Linked DNA regions of Pan troglodytes: region 1 is linked to region 2. A link is a contact called in public HiChIP or PLAC-seq data. All regions are on one chromosome and are shown on one strand. Each heading gives the region's core, a stretch centred on a gene start, on an enhancer-like site or on the middle of the called end of the contact. The rest is flanking DNA. Distances are from core to core; before and after follow the strand shown.

The links. HiChIP or PLAC-seq counts read pairs in DNA pulled down with a chosen protein or histone mark.
Region 1: an H3K4me3 HiChIP or PLAC-seq map of stem cell-derived excitatory neurons shows a contact between it and region 2, with 4 times the contacts expected there. The contact joins the promoter of SLC35C2 here to the promoter of SLC12A5 in region 2. A contact is called at or near these places in 1 of 7 Hi-C or Micro-C datasets (stem cell-derived neural progenitor cells) and 1 of 1 datasets of contacts at active chromatin or transcription factors (stem cell-derived excitatory neurons).

Annotation. Positions count from the first base shown.
Region 1 is chr21:52,627,049-52,630,230 of NHGRI_mPanTro3-v2.0_pri, reverse strand. It overlaps SLC35C2 (solute carrier family 35 member C2), which reads left to right and starts at 1,434. Exons shown (of 10, transcript NM_001280116.1): 1 at 1,434-1,502.
Region 2 is chr21:52,284,960-52,287,976 of NHGRI_mPanTro3-v2.0_pri, reverse strand. SLC12A5 (solute carrier family 12 member 5) reads right to left here and starts at 1,439. Exons shown (of 26, transcript XM_016938021.2): 1 at 1,319-1,439. The coding sequence starts at 1,439.

The DNA.
Region 1 (3,182 bases), core at 185-2,684, 340 kb before region 2:
AGCTGGCGGCGGTGACAGCCGCAGTTTGCATAAAACACTGCTTACACTCTGGCCTGGAGCCTTCTGTTCAGAGGGGCCAGGGATCCCAGCTGAGTCACTTGTAAGGATCCATGTTTGCAGCTGGTCTTACTGCCAGAGAGCCCAGGAGGAGGCTAGAGGAGGGCAAAAGGCACAAAACTGGGTCTGAATGTGCAACCCTAGCTTGCCCTGGCCTAACATTCTTGACTGCAAATGCTGCCCTTTTAATCCATCCCGCAAGATGAAGAAAATCTGAACTCCCTAGGCTGGCATTTTGGGGCCACTGCAACCTGCCTCTTGGCTACTTTAACCACCACAGTTATAAACAACCTGTGAGCCCCAGGCACGGCTGGACCTTTCTCACCCTCCTTTAGGATTCTCCCATTTCCTCTATCTGGGATGCTCTCTCCCTACTCAACCTATTGAAGTTGAGATAACTCTTAGAAAGTTTCATACAGAAAATATTTCACAAATGTTTCGTATTACTTCTGGATCGCCCAAGTTTTAAGTTGTAATGGCCCCAGCTCGCCTGAGCTCCCAGAAGAAAAAGCCCATGAGATACTTATCTTCGTGGTTCATTCCATGGTTGCCCAGCATTAGACTGGACATAAGAAAAACAATTTGTTCAGTAAAAGTAAACAAGTTACCATTTTTTGGATGCTCACTGTATGCAGAACACTAGCAGTCACCGGGGTTCCAAAGCAAGCCCCTGATTGAGCGCGGGAGAGACGCAGACAATTACACGGCTGTGCTCTGAGCCTGAGGGACTTCGCGGAGGACAAAACTACGCTGTACCTCAGAAAGACCAGACCACCTCAGAACCCGACCACAACAGACGCCCCGCCCCCGTGCTGCCCCGCCCCCGTGCTGCCCCGCCCCGTCTTTTCGCCCCGGCTCCGCCCAGCCCCTGGGTAGCTTCCGGCGGAAGTTACCGCCCGTGCCGCGGTTCGGCGGCGGCATCCGGCCTCGCACTTCCGGTGGGAAGATTCCGGCCTGGAGCTCCCAGGGCCGAGGTGAGTGGGTGCGCGGCCGGCCTCCCGGCGCACTCCCAGAGGCTGGGGGGCCGGGGCTGGAGACGGGAAGCGGGCTCCCCGCCCGGGAAATGCGCGGGTTGACATGGGGTACGCCACGCCCCTGCCCCTCCCCGGGCCTCAGTTTCGCCGTCTGTGGAGAGGGCAGGGGTCTCCAAGCGCCCTCCTGCAAGGCACCTGCCGGACGCCGGCTCATCTGGTATTTCCTGAGCACCTGCGACGTCCTGGGTGCGGGACCCGGGCCGGAATCGGACACGGCTCTGCCCTCTGAGAGGCTGCTTCCCGCGGTGGGATTGGGGCGGGCAGTAAACACGTGAGCAAACAAGGAAACGTCAGAGGTGGGAGTGCCACGAGGATTGGGAGGGGTGGGGCATTGGAGAAAGTATTCAGCCAAGCGGAGGTCTGCGGAAGGGAGCTGAAGGCAGGAAGAGCAGCAAGTAAAGAAAAACACAGGTTTGATGTGTTTGACACGTGGCAGGGGGCCGCTGTGGCGGGTGCTGGGACCGGTGGCAGAAGAATGAGGTTACAGAGGCCTTCCTTGTGGACCAGGCTGAGGAGCTGGGCTTAGCCTTAGGGCATGATCTGTTTCGTGTACCATCTCTCTGGCTGCTTTATAGATTCCAGGCCTTAGGGGCGAAAGAGGAAACGGGGAGACCAGTTAGACCAGTGGCAGTCAGCAGGTGAAAGATAATTGTGGCTTAGACTGTGGTAGTGGGAATGGAGAGGAAGAGAAGTAGAGGGGTCAAGAAGTGTATTGAAAGTGGAACTGACAGGGCAGGATTTGAGAAATGACAGAAATAAGTGGTCAAAGATGACTTCATCATAGATTTTTGGTTTTGGCTTAAGTAACCAAGTGTATTATGCTGGCATTTACTAAATGACTTTGGGATAGATTGGGAGCGTGAGAAATAATTACGAAATCTTCTTAGGGCATCTTAAGTTTTAGATATTTGGAGTGCAGCTACCAAATAGGCAGTTAGATATATGAGTCTGATACAGAAAAGATCAGGGCTGATGTAAAGAATTTAGAAATCATTGGCAAGTGGATTGGGTAGGATGAGATTATGTAGGGTAAGATTTAAGAGAGAAGAGAAGCCAGGTTCCAAGCTCTAGGCACCCAATTTTTATAGATTGAGTTGACAAGAAGGTGCCAGCAAAAAAGACCAATAAAGAGTCCAGAAAAGCAGAAGAAAAACCAGGAGAATGTGGTATCGTGGCACCCAAGAGAAGGTTTTTTCTAGGAGGAGGAAGTGATCCATTGTGTAAGGTAAGAATAGAGACTAAGCCGGCCCGGCACGGTGGCTCACGCCTGTAATCCCAGGACTTTGGGAGGCCAAGGCGGGCAGATCACCTGAGGTCGGGAGTTCGAGACCAGCCTGACCAACATGGAGAAACCCTGTCTCCACTAAAAATACAAAATTAGCCGGGCATGGTGGCACATGCCTGTATTCCCAGCTCCTCGGGAGCCTGAGGCGGGAGAATCACTTGAACCCGGGAGGCGGAGGTTGCGGTGAGCCGAGATCACGCCATTGCACTCCAGCCTTGAAACTCCATCTCAAAACAACAACAACAACAACAAAAAGAGTAGAGATTAAGCCTTTGAAGGGGCAGCAGGGAGGAGGGTGTGGTGACTCACTGGAGCAGTGGAGATGGGCTGAAGTGAGAGCAGGGGGTGAAGGAGTTGGACTGGCAGTGCAGGGTCCTCTGGGGAAGTTTCACTGTTAAGGGGACCAGGAGGGGAGTAAGCCTCTACCATGAGCTAGCATTTAATGCTGTACCTGATGCCACTTTACAGTTGGAGAAACTGAGTCCAGAGGTCAAGTAACTTAGGGTCACACAGTAGTGAGTAGGGACACCAGGATTTGATTCTCAGTGTCTAACTCCAAAGCCCACACTCTTAAGCACTAAACCATGCTGCCCAAGTTACAGTTAGGAAGATGGAGGGAAGCAGGTGTGGCAGTGATGCACCAGCCAGCCTTACCTTGATGTGACTGCTGCCCCCAGCTAAGCTGCTCTCTGTGGAAAGTGGGGCAGAATATGGACTTTCCTTCCTGAGCAAATGAGATTTCAAAAAGAGTTGTTTACTCCTTTAAATCTTGTTTCCCTTATAAAATAAGGGTGGGGACCTTTTCA
Region 2 (3,017 bases), core at 190-2,689:
ATCTGTACAATGAGGAGGTCCGCCAGATAACCCCCTAAGGGTTACTCTAGGGGGTTCGGCGCTTGGGTTTGCTTCGGGGCGAGCTCACCTGCGGCTCGGCAGCGACCCCTGGCGGTCTGGGGAGGCTTCTTCTCCTCCTCCTCCTCCTCCTCCTCCTCCTCCTCCTCCTCCTCCTCCTCCTCCTCTTCCTCCTCCTCCTCCTCCTCCTCTTCCTCCTCCTCCTCCTCCTCCTCTTCCTCCTCCTCCTCCTCCTCCTCCTCCCCTCGCTGGGGCCACTACAAGCCGATTCGCCTTGTTCCTTCCAGACCCGAGGGCCTCAGAGCCAGGGAGAGGACCCCTGATGAGTGCCCCCTGAGGGGAGACTGTGCACGCACCCAGGATGCTACTTCTCCACCGAAGGCCAGAAGGATCTTTCCCCTCCCCTATACTCTGTGCCCTGCGTGTAACTTCCATTACAAGACCCTGCACAGGGCCCGCGAGGAAGACGCCCCCAACCCCACCTGAGCTGGCTCCTCCCAACCCTTACGGAGCTCGAGCAGACAAGGAGCTAAGTGGGTCCCCAAGAGTCGGGATCAGCGACCCTACGGCATCCTCCCTGAATCTCGCTGCCCAGGATCCATACTAACTTCCCTGCCTCCCGTCTCCTTCCCGGGATCCCCAGTCGCTGTCCGCTAAGCCTCCAGGGAGCTAGAGGATTGGAGGATCCGCCAGGCACCGAGGACCCGCTGACCTGGCACCTGCCTCGGCAAACCTGACTCAGTTTTCCTCCCGCCCTCGACCCCACCCCCCTCCCAGGCCCCACTCCCATCCTCCTGGCCCAACTCATTCCCTACTGGTCCCGCCCTTTCCTGACCCCAAACCAACCTAGTCCCGCCGCCTCCCCTTTAGGGGCTCCTGACCATCCCCCTTCAACACACAGCCCCCTTTTTCCCTAGTTCCACCTCCTCACTCTGGTCCCGCTCCCTACTCGAGATGTCCCCGCCCCTTTAGTGCCCTACGGCCTACTCTCCACCTTGACCCCGGCCCTTCCATCACCAGACCCGCCCCCTTCGCCTCCGTCCAAACCCCTTCCCTGGCCCCACCCCTTTCCCTTGTGGCCACGCCCACCTCGCGTTTGGCCCCTCCCCCTCCACACTTTGCGTTACGCGGCCCCGGCCCCTTGGTTTCCTAGTCCTGGCTCCATTCCCCTCTCAGGCCTAGGGCTGGGACCCCTCCCCGCCCCCGGTCTTGGCCCTGCCCCCTTCAACAGACGGTCCGCCCCGGCCCCTCCCCCTCGTCCCGCCCGGCCCTGGCAGGCCCCGCCCCCTGCGGCCTCTACCTTTGACGTCTTCCCCCGGGAGGTGGCGGGGGTCTGCGACCGAATGCCGGCGGGACTCTGGGTCAGGGCTTCTGGCGGGCCCTGCGGGGGGCAGCGAGGTGACCGTGAACCTGCGGCTCATGGCGCGGAAAGGAGCCAGGCGGCCGCGGCAAGGGCCGGGATCGCACAAGTGGCTGCAACCAGGCTCTAGGAGGGAGAAAGAGCGGATCCCCCAACCCCCTCCGCCCGCCCGCCCCCCGCGAGACGCGGCGCCGCGCAGGGTCCTAGTGCCCGCTGTGCGAAGGGTTCCTGAATCTGGCCACTTCGCTGGGAGGCCCTGGGCTCCCCAATGCCACCCGAAGGGCCTGAGGAGGCCATCTGCAGGTGAGAGTCGTCCCTACAACGGGGGCACCTCTGTTAGGGTCTCCTAAACACCTGGGGCTCATTCATTCATTCATTCATTCGGCACATGTCGATAGCGCTCCTGTGTTTCGGTCAATGGTGCGAGGGATACGTCGGTGGATGAGATCAACTGGCTTCTTGCCCTCAAGTGGCTTAAATTCTAATAAGGAGAAAAAGATTATAAGTGAGCAAATGCATAGATGAGATCATTTGAGATTGGGTGTATGTTTAAAACTAGGGCCATGGGATAATGGGTAAGAGGGAGGACTACTTTAGGGGTGGCCTGAGAAGGCCTCCTAGAAGATGTGGTATTTGAGCTGAGACCTCACTGATGAGAAGGGCCAGCTATGCAAAGATCTAGGGGGAAGAGTTCTCTAGAAGAAGAAACAGCAAATGCAGAGCCTTGGAGTGAGAAGGAGTCCCGACTGTCCAAGAAACAGCAAGGCCATTGTGTCTGGAAGAGAGTGAGTGGAGAAGAGAGTGACTGGAGATGAGGGAGGAGAGAAGGGCAGATCATGTGGTCTTCTGAAGGCTTTGGGGAGGAGCCTGGATTTTTTGAGCAGGGGAATGATGTGATCCAATTTATAATTTAACAGGATCATTCTGGCTGCTGGGCGAAGGTTCAACTAAAGAATGGCAAGAGTAGAAGCTGGAAATCTAATTAGGAGGCTCCTGCAGACCCCAAGCTGGGGGGTGATGACAGCCAGACTAGAGTGGTGGCAGTTGTCTGATTCCAGTTAGGTTTTGAAAGTGAAACCATCAGGACCCACTGATGGATCGGATGTGACACGTGACCATAAGAGTGAAGTCAAGGAGAAATCCTGGCAATTCACACACTGCTGGTGGGAGTGTAGTTAGGCAAAAACTACTTTGGGAAACTATTTGGAAACATCTACTGAAGGTGAACATACACATATCCTTCAACCCAGCAGTTTTTCTCCTAGGTATATACCCGAAAGAAATGACTACTTGTGATCACCAAAAGACATTTACCATGAATGTTCATAGGGGCATTGTTCATAATAGCCCCAAATTGGAATCTACCAAATGCTTGTCAACAGTAAAATAGAGAAATAAGTCGTAGTACCTTCACACAATGGAATACCATCTACAATTCTCAGAACAATATGGATGAATCTCACAAATAGAACCTTGATAAAAAAGAGTCCAGACACAAAAGAATACATACCCTATAACACTATTTAAATACAGTAAAAAATAGTCAAAGTCTATCTAAGCTGTTAGAAGTAATGATAGTGGCACTGGGCGCAGTGGCTCACACCTGTAATCCCAGCACTTTGGGAGGCCAAGGCTGGTG